Linked DNA regions of Mus musculus: region 1 is linked to region 2. Evidence: chromatin contacts called from public Hi-C data. All regions are on one chromosome and are shown on one strand. Each heading gives the region's core, a stretch centred on a gene start, on an enhancer-like site or on the middle of the called end of the contact. The rest is flanking DNA. Distances are from core to core; before and after follow the strand shown.

Region 1 (4,622 bases), core at 1,970-4,469, 250 kb before region 2:
AGCCCTCCTCTTTGCTCTTTCCAGATTAATTAATTGAAGGAGCACCAAGAGATAACATTGCTCCCCATGAACTTTTAACTAAAGCCGCACATGGTGGGGCGGTGACTAGCCTGGCCTTGAGAAGATGATTTGGTTAGCCCTTTGTGGCCCCATACTTAGCCTATACCTGATTTGTAAGCTGTCAGAGCATGGTGGGCAGACTGAATAGAACCTCAGACATTTAAACACAGCTAATGTTTGGGCCCATTCCTGATCCTGTAAAAAGCTATCAGAAGTTGTTTCCAGCATCCATAGCATTTGTTTTATAGCCATGTGGTTTTTGGATCATTATTTTAATGATCATAATTTCAATACAAACCTGTTGGGTTATATTTGCTGGCCTTTGCATTGTAGAGTGTGACTTGACTGTCTAGGAGAGGTGAATGACCCCTGCAGAAAAGCAGCCCGTTTTCAGATTGCTCCAAATTTTATTTTTAAGGGAAGAAATAAAAGAAAACTAAGATGAGTAGGACGTTTAGGTTTGAGTAATGTTAGGAATCTCTCCACAGTCTGTGGAATTTCGGTAAGGAGCCTTTTATCAGGCTGGTTAGGAAGGAAGAGCTGTCTAGAACCATGCGGTATGGCTTTTTGTATCTCCACCTGGGCAGTCCCAGGTTGATGCCTGGTGTTTTGGTGACATGTGGTGATGTTCGCGTGTGTTCAGGCCTACTTTAGCTGTGCTGCTAGGACTGCAGGTGGAAGCTCGATGCTCAGCTTGGGCATAGTGGATTCTAACTAACTTAGTTCCTTCGTTCCCATTGTCACCATGCCCTCCCTCCCTTCTTCCCCCTTGTCCTTCTTTCCTGCTCCATCCTTATTTCCTCCTGCCTTTATTTCATTTCCTTATGAACTGGACTCCCCATCCTGTGAAACCACTCAGAGTCTGTCCTGCATCTCCATCACCATTTTCCAAATGTCCATTCCCAGGCCATTTCAGAGAAACCCACAGTATATAAAACCAAGTTGCCTACCTGCCTTCTTGGCTCTTTCTTGGCTTGATGAGGTTTCTCACATCACACAAGCAGGCAGTGGAGGGAAAAGCTGCAGCTTCGTTAGCTGCTTGGGACTGAGCCCCCGTGCTCCTTCTAAATTCTAGAGAGAGAGGTGAGCTGAGCTGTGTATCCCGGGAAACATTTGGTTCTAAGAGGGACCAATTCCAGAAATGCAAGGTTTTCTTTTTATACGACTAGCAAACTTGCATTGATTAAGATGTGTCAAACAGGTGCTGGGCGTGTGCAAAGCTATTTCATGATTTTTCATAGAACTGAATGGTTATTTTTAAGTGTGTCTATATTATTCTCAGGCAGACTGCTGGATAAAAAAGTACAAAGGGCTAAAAATACGTAAGAGTTTCTGTATTCTCTGTTTTAAAAGAAACCAACTTCTGCAATCCCTTTCCATTTGTAGGAACAGAACACCATGGCTTTGGCCATGATTGCAAGTGGTTTCTCAGTGTCTATGTTCTAAGACAGATCGCCATCAAAAGGGCATTGGCTGATCTGTAAGTCATCAACACGTGAGGAGGTGATTATAGTCAGACCCTCTCTCTGTGATTGCTACTGTTCTGAACTTGCGGGTTTTGTTTGTTTGCTTGTTTGTTTTGAGACAGGGTCTCTTTATGTAGTCCTGTCAGCCCAGGAGCTCAGTAAGCAGACCATGCCTGTATCTCAGGTGCGTTCCCATGATCCTGACTGAGTTGTTTGCCCCTCTGGTCGTAATGCCAGCCTCCTAAGGTGCTCTGAAGATTAGCTTGGAGCAGAGCCAGCACATGGTAAATGCTTAGTGTGTACTGGAAACTTTTTTATGTTTTCCATTTATTTTGGTTTTTTAGAATGCTGGTTAAATAAACACAATATGTATTCTCTTTTGAAGTGTATAGTTCAGTAGTGGTGGTTATATTTAAATTGTTGTGTAGCAGATCTGTAGGATTTCCATGTTACAGCCCTGAAGTGTTTGTTATTGTTATTATTTTAAATCTCACTTTCTCCCACAGTCAGTTGCACAGTTTCGTGGACTGGGATGTCGACTCTGCTGAGCAGAAACTGCTTGGTGATGTATGGAAGGAGCCAGCGCCAGCCCCCCCCACCCCAATTTCTTGAATGAATGAATAAGAACAATGGCATAGTGAATGCGGTTTTGAAAACTTATTTCTCACTTAACAAGTAAATCTATTTTTAAACCGTTTTAAGTGGAGTAGTGTAAATGGAAAACTGTCTGCCTTCAGGAGTTAAGCTCATTTTTTGTTTTGATTTGAAATAGGGCCTTACTATGTAGACCAGGCTAGCCTCAAACTCACAATTCTCCTGATTCAGCCTTTTGAGTGTGGGGTTTACAGGTGTGGTACAAAGTGGTTCATAAGGCAGCAATCTCTTTTTTTAAGATTTATTTTTATTTATGTGTAAGTATGAATCTCTCTCTGTGTGTGCGCGCACGCGCACGTGCCTTTTGCAAGGTGCCTGAGGAGGCCAGAAGAGGGTGTCAGATCTCCTGGAGCTGGAGTTAAAGGTGGTTGTGAGTCACCTGACATGGGAGCTGGGAACTGAACTTGAGTCCTGCTCAAGAGGCACAAGTGAGTCTTAAACCGCTGAGCAATTTCTTTACCCATATCCCCCACCCCCACCCCCGTGATGTTAAAATGCATTTGTACTGTTTCTCAGTTATTATAAATTCTGCCTTTTCTAATTCAACTTTCCTTCAACAGGAAAAAGAATATCTATTTAGTGTGGATGGTAAAAGAAAAGAGGAAATACTAGCCAATATGCCAAGAATTTGAAAAGCATTCACTTTAAATTCAAACCTTATTCTGTTCATCTGGTCAGGCCTGGCCACTAGAATTCTTACTTCCTTAGGGAACACATGAATCATCTTGTTCTTCCATTTGGATCAGAGGTTCAGGCCTTCATCTGTACTTGCCAGAATTAATGGAACACTAGTATTTCCACTGAGATCCAATCTGGTCAGGCCTGGCCAATCTCAGTCCAGTCTGGGTCTGAGTCTACTCTGGGTCTGGTCTGGGTCTGGTTTAGTCTGAGTCTGATCTGGGTCTGGGGCTGGGTCTGGTTTGGTTTGAGTCTGGTCTGTGCCTGTGTCTAGTATAGGTCTGGCTGTAGCCTGGGTCTAGACTGGGTCTGGTCTGGGTCTGGTCTGGGTCTGGGTTAGTTTGGGTCTGGATCTAGTCTGAGTCTGGGTTTGGGTATGGTCAGACTAGTCTGGTCATGTGCTGTCTAGTCCTGTCTGGCCCAGTCTAGCCCGGTCCCTTTTGGGGTCTTTTAAAAGAATATTTATTGAACATTGCCTAGAAAGGGCCAACACTCTAGGCAAAAGAGAAGAAAACTGTCTCTGACTAAAAAACCTTCCATCTGTAATTAATTACCATCATGTTCTGTGGATTTTTTTTAAACGTTAAATTTTTGATAGGGATTATTTTGCTCATGGGCAAAGAAATCACTTAAATGTTTTTTGGGTTTTTTGGGGGGGGGGTTGGTTTGGTTGTTTGTTTGATTTCTATTTATTTTTAGCTAAACCTTAGGTTTCGTTTTATGACAAATAGGAATGCTGCAATGAGCTCCTTTTGTTTAAACATTGCCATTAGGAAGTAAGCACAGAATGTGGGCTTTGCAGAGACTCACTTCCTTCTACGGGGAACAGGGCTGGTGGGGCCTTGGAGGGTGTGCAGGAGACAGGAAGCCTGTGGCCTGCCAGCGTCTTAACGGGTCCATACAACATGGTGCCTGTCAGGAGTGGGGAGCCAGGCAGCAGCACTCGTCGATGGATGCTTGGCAAACCCTTGCTCAGCTGCATGGCCTGCAGTTATTCATCTTCTGATGGTGATGGCTTTGCCCTTTCCATTGTGACTTCTGGAAACTGGCTGTGCCTACTCATTTCTTCCTGAGCCTGAAGATGGAGTTTATCTGTGAATCAGAGACCATAATCTTTTGAAAGGTCTCCCTTGTGTTCTGAGATTAAAATATTCTTGGGCGAGTGTGATGATTCAGTGGTAAGGTTATGGCCTGAGTTTGATGATGGATGGAGAGAATCAAGTTCCGCAAGTTATCCTCGAACCTCCGTACTCACGTGCGCGCACACATACACACCAACCCACACAAATATATGTAGTGAGAATTTAAAAATGTTCCCATATTTGGATTCTAACAGCAAGAAGATGCATGTTTATAAAATATATAAATATTGTACAGAAAATATAAGTTAACTATTTCTATGTACAAATGTAAACTTCCCTAATGTTTCAAGTCTCCTGTTTGAGTCTGTACCTAAGGAGGAATAGAAATCAAAGACAAGCATGGCCCGGACTCTGAGGTTCTGTTGTCTCACCTGTCCCAGGAGGGAAGCCAGCCTCCTCCTCAGAGCATCTTGGGCTTGGTGACATGACCTTCAGCCAGGCTCTCTGTTCGACTCAGCCGGAACCTCCCTGTGACTGACCAGGGGCCAGGGGCTTGGCAGGGTTGCCTGTCTGTCTGTCTGTCTCTCTCTCTCTCTCTTTCTTTTTTCTGAAATGCCCTTAAGCCTCCCAACCTCACTTTTCATTTTTCTAAGCCTTGCTCATTCTTCACTTCCTTTAGACG
Region 2 (4,542 bases), core at 1,588-4,087:
TGCACTGGGATTTTCAACTGGCTAGATCTTGTACAGTCTTAGGTAGGTAACCATAGTTGCTATGAGATCCCGCTATATCCATGGAACAGCATATATTCCCCCTCCTTATCCTCCAATTCTTATGATCCTTACACCTCCTCTTCCATAATGTTCCCAAAGCTTGGGGAGGGGAGAGTTGATAGATGTGCCCCGTCTATAGCTGAGCACTTGGAATTGCTACTAGCCTTTTATTAGCTACTATTTGCTTTCTATATAGCCATGGCTGGCCTTAAACTCACATCCTGCCTCAACGTCCTTATTATAAGTGGGAGCCACCACACCCAACCCAACCCATGTTTGTTAGTTTGTTTTTTAAGGGAATTAAGAAGGAAAATAGCAAAGTGCCATTAAGATTGTTTTCTTGCTTATGACCACATTTCTTCAGTTCTTTCTGGTGCTCTTGTAGTTTAATCTCTTGGGAGTTTAACATAGCCATTAAGGGGAGGGGTCTGGCCATAAATGCTTCACATGAATGTTCATCACTCAGGGAGCTCTTAACATTCATGTGTCACCATCAGAATCAGTGGTCTCCCCCAGCAAGATTGCGTTTCCTCTCAAAGTAAGATGGTGTCTCAACGTGGACCCAATTGATTATCGTTGTACTTAATCTTAATTGGCTGTCTTCTATCTTCCATTTTTGTTATAGCCTTCTGTCTCCAAATATCAGCAACTCAGCCTGGCTGCAAATGAGACAGCTTCCATCTTTAAATTTTATTCAGGTTCAAATATGTCTTTGCAAACAATACATTAGTAAAACAGGCTTCCTCTGACTTCACTCATTGGCTGTAAAGCATGCTGAAAGTTGATGACCGCTACCCCATCGTGTGGCACCCGACAGTGATGCAAACAAAGGGTGAGATACAGTGAAATGCATACTGTGAAACTGCACACATACAGTGAAATGCATACAGGGAAACTGCACACATACAGTGAAATGCATACTGTGAAACTGCACACATACAGTGAAATGCATACAGGGAAACTGCACACATACAGTGAAATGCATACTGTGAAACTGCACAAGGGATAAGCAGGATGGAAGGGATGTACACTAAGATCTGCTCATTAGAGCTCCAGTGGCCCCGATACCCGAGTAAACTAAGCCAGGGCACCTGCACACAGCACTCGTGAGGGGACGCAGCCCCCACGTTCATCTGTGCATCCAGGTGTGCTTTTCAGATTTCATGGTAGCCAGGCTGGGCGCGGTAGAAACCGCTAGCATAGTCAGATATAAGAATATCCTAGTCATGCGACAGTGGGAAGAATCTTCACTCTCCATTCGCAGTGCCTGAGACTTTCCCGCGATCGTGTGACGTGGGGTTAGACAATGCAGCCTGTGCTTTTCATGACCTGGTATCTAAGGCGTGACTGGCAGAATGGACAGTTTGGATAAGTTTCATTCTGGAAGTCTAAAGTTGGCTTTCTGAACACAGACTGTGGTTGGGTTTTTTTTTCCCCCTTTGGAGGCAGTTTATGAATAATGCTTGGTTTTCAAAATAAGCGCCCAGGTCTCAGCCTGTGTAAAGTGAAAGGCCACGACAGTACAAAGGAGAAGTAGAAGGATGCTGCCCGTGAACGAAGGAGACATCAAAGTATAGGAACAGCTTCAGCATGGGAGAAGAGGCCGTTTGGGGTCAAGCGCCCCTCCACTACCCTGCAGCGCCCTCTCTGTTTTGTTGGCCCAGCAGCTATGGCATTGGCTTACAATTGAACAATCTGGGTTTGCCCTGTCTTCCCATTTAGACTATTCAGTCACCATTCCTGATTTCTCTGTTGGTGGCTGCAGTGTTTTTTAGTCAGCAAATCTATTACCTAAAATAAGTAACAGGTTAGCCATTTGATTAAATTGTCAAGTTCATAGACATGATAGCAGTAGTCTGGAGAAAGGAAAAGGTATTGTGTACATTAAATGAGAATGAGAGGGAAAAAAACAAAAACAAGAAACAAAACCAGATCACCAAGACTAGAGACCCAGAATGCCAACAAACCTGGCATCGTCGGTGTGCGCTCTGATACGCTTTTGCAGCCTCCCCTGACACTATGGACATACTTATTTTGTATGGAGAGATATCTTTGGCATTCTAGCTAAATAGCCTGTCTGTGTATCAGGGACACACAAGCTCCCCCTGGGGAGAGATGGGGTATCCGGGCAGCGGTGCTTTATCTCTGTAGATTGGTATAAATGAGCTAGTGGAACCCCCACCAACCGCCCAGGAGTTCACAATTGGAGAACAAAGGGTAGTGGCTCCCAGGAGCTTTCCTGGGCACTCGCCTGCTATTCACTTTGAAGCAAGCTTATTCTCACGCTGGGAGTTGTTTCTAAGTCAGGAACAGCATGTATTTTATAAAAATGTATTCAGTCACTGGTTCTTTTTCCCTGTGCCACCCACACAAGCATACAGAGAAAAGTCTGCTCACCTATTTTATTTGAACTACCTATTTATCCCCTTCCCTCCTCCCTTTAAAGTCTTATGTTAATACTTTTGTGTTTACATTACGTGTTTTTAAAGCCATCCGCAATCCGGGCCAGTTAATTTAGGTCATAGTGGAGCTTGCTCTGGTGGAGGGCGGGTAGCCTTGAACGCAGCCTGGGCAGCCTTCACTGGTGCGATACAGACTTCAGTTTCCCCGCTATAATTATGAGCAAGAAGCCTGTGTTTAATTGCAATGCATGAATGGGAGATGTTCTTCAGCTTATCTGCATTCATCGCTTGCTGCTGGTTTCTCTGTTGAGGTCTCCATCAGCGTTGCTACAGAGCTCTTGGCAGTGCTGCCGCAGTTGCTGGTGAATTTTTATGATCTGTTGCATGCCGCTGGTACAGTTTCCTGCCCTGTAATGGTATCAGTTTTCCTGACACAGGCGGGGGCTACAGACTGAAACCCAGGAGCCCGCATTAGCATAAAACGTCCCAATTCTGTCAGTTTGATTAATTTGTCTCTTTGTCTCCACTCTATATGATAAGTGCTATTAATGGTTGCAGCACTTCATATGTCAAAGTCTTTCTTCCTAATGACTTGAAAATGTGGTTTATTCCCCCTCTTTCTGTACTATTTCTCTCATTTAGCATTCTACTCAGTATAGATTTATGCCACGCTCTTTCATTGTCTTCCTGGCTGCAGCGCCGCAGTGATTACATATGGTGTGGAGCGCGTAGAGATGTGATCCCAGGGGCGGCAGCTGCTGACGCAAGCTGAAAATAGAGCCAGCGTCTGCTCAGCACTTTTCCCAGAGGCCTTTTATTTATTAGTAACAGCCTTGGTGCAGGACAGCTCGGATCCTCATTTAGTGAGATGACTTTTTTTTGCCTCTTCAAATGCCGCGGTGACTTTGCTCTATTTACCGACACTGCTGTGTGATATTTTTAACTGCCTTGTATCTCACCAGTGACTTAGCCAAACGTAAATCGTAATGTAACCTCAATATATAATGAACTCAAGAAAAGACAGGCTCGGGTGCTAGTGGCTCCGATACTGGTGAACATAGTGCATCTACTCAGAAGGTATAACTGTGCATACCCTGAGAGTTGAGAAACAAGGAGTAAAATTCTAATGATCTGCGTAGTGAAAGAAAAAAAAAAGAAAAGACAGGCTCCACTGGAAGAAATGGGAGCCTGGCAGCTCTGTGGTTTAAATTAAATAAGCCTGTTTGTAAGACAGCATTTTTACATGCTACAGTGCTTTACCATGTGCCTCTATTCTTCTTCCTGGGACCCTCACACTATCTCTAGGACTTGTTCTCTGATGAGGAAAAGGCAAAGAAACTGCATGACAGAGCCGCAGCACTTTCATAAGAAGGGAAGATGAAGAGATGGGGGTTTTGCCGAGGTCAGTCACTGGACCGGAGTCAGCATCATTAGTGATTGAAATGGGCACTTATCAAGCCAATCCAGCCAATCGGAGTGCTCAGACTCGTCTGTGAGCACAGCACATCTGTGATACAAATGTAACGGCAGAATTTAGGTTCAGAGTAACAGCTGTTCTTCTACACATGTTTGTAAATTCATACGCTTGAAAAATGCTAGTAAGATATTTTTCACAAGAATTCTTCGTTTGCAATGTCATTCTTCTCTGTGAGAAACAGTCTTTGAGCAGGATAAGGGCAGGGCTGCCTCATTCTCTATGCTATCGGAACGTGTCAGTCCAGTCATTCCTTTGTGCATGATCAACTGTTCCGAGTTGCAAAAGTGGAAAGATAATAACATTAAGATTTACAGACAAATAGCAAACTGAAAATGTCACTTCTGGCCAGGGCCTGTAAAATAGTGAGAAAGCCTTTGAATAGGAAGCAGACCTCTTTGTGATGAAGAAGTGGAAAACGGAAACCAAAATCCCAGGCGAGTTGACCCTTTTCCTTTTTTCTATTTTATGTGGTTTTTAGCCACTCTAGAGCCAGTGGACAGAGAGCAGGATGAATCACTTCCTAAATCTGTTCTTACCTGAGGTAGGACCATGGGTTTCTTTCTTTAGTAACAGATTTTATTAATGCCATGATCAAACAGAGCT

Evidence for each region. Hi-C and Micro-C count contacts between places; a contact is called where the count stands out from the background.
Region 1: a Hi-C map of bone marrow-derived macrophages shows a contact between it and region 2, with 28 read pairs. The contact joins two enhancer-like sites. A contact is called at or near these places in 1 of 15 datasets of contacts at CTCF or cohesin (the NIH/3T3 cell line), 3 of 484 Hi-C or Micro-C datasets (bone marrow-derived macrophages, embryonic stem cells and stem cell-derived epiblast-like cells) and 16 of 115 datasets of contacts at active chromatin or transcription factors (a beta-TC-6 cell line, bone marrow-derived macrophages, craniofacial prominence and 13 more).

Annotation. Positions count from the first base shown.
Region 1 is chr4:32,276,877-32,281,498 of GRCm38.p6, forward strand. It overlaps a transcript of Bach2 not described here. Among named protein-coding and RNA genes, the nearest start is that of n-TGccc3, 49 kb to the left of the region's middle. Within about 2 kb of position 3,220, at least 65 of the 459 cell types and tissues checked have an H3K27ac peak or open chromatin away from gene starts, as enhancers often do. A contact at or near this core is called in bone marrow-derived macrophages, where this site is marked.
Region 2 is chr4:32,528,389-32,532,930 of GRCm38.p6, forward strand. The region is part of intron 2 of Bach2 (BTB and CNC homology, basic leucine zipper transcription factor 2); the gene reads left to right. Among named protein-coding and RNA genes, the nearest start is that of Bach2os, 41 kb to the right of the region's middle. RefSeq lists an enhancer at 2,008-4,371. Within about 2 kb of position 2,838, at least 128 of the 459 cell types and tissues checked have an H3K27ac peak or open chromatin away from gene starts, as enhancers often do. A contact at or near this core is called in bone marrow-derived macrophages, where this site is marked.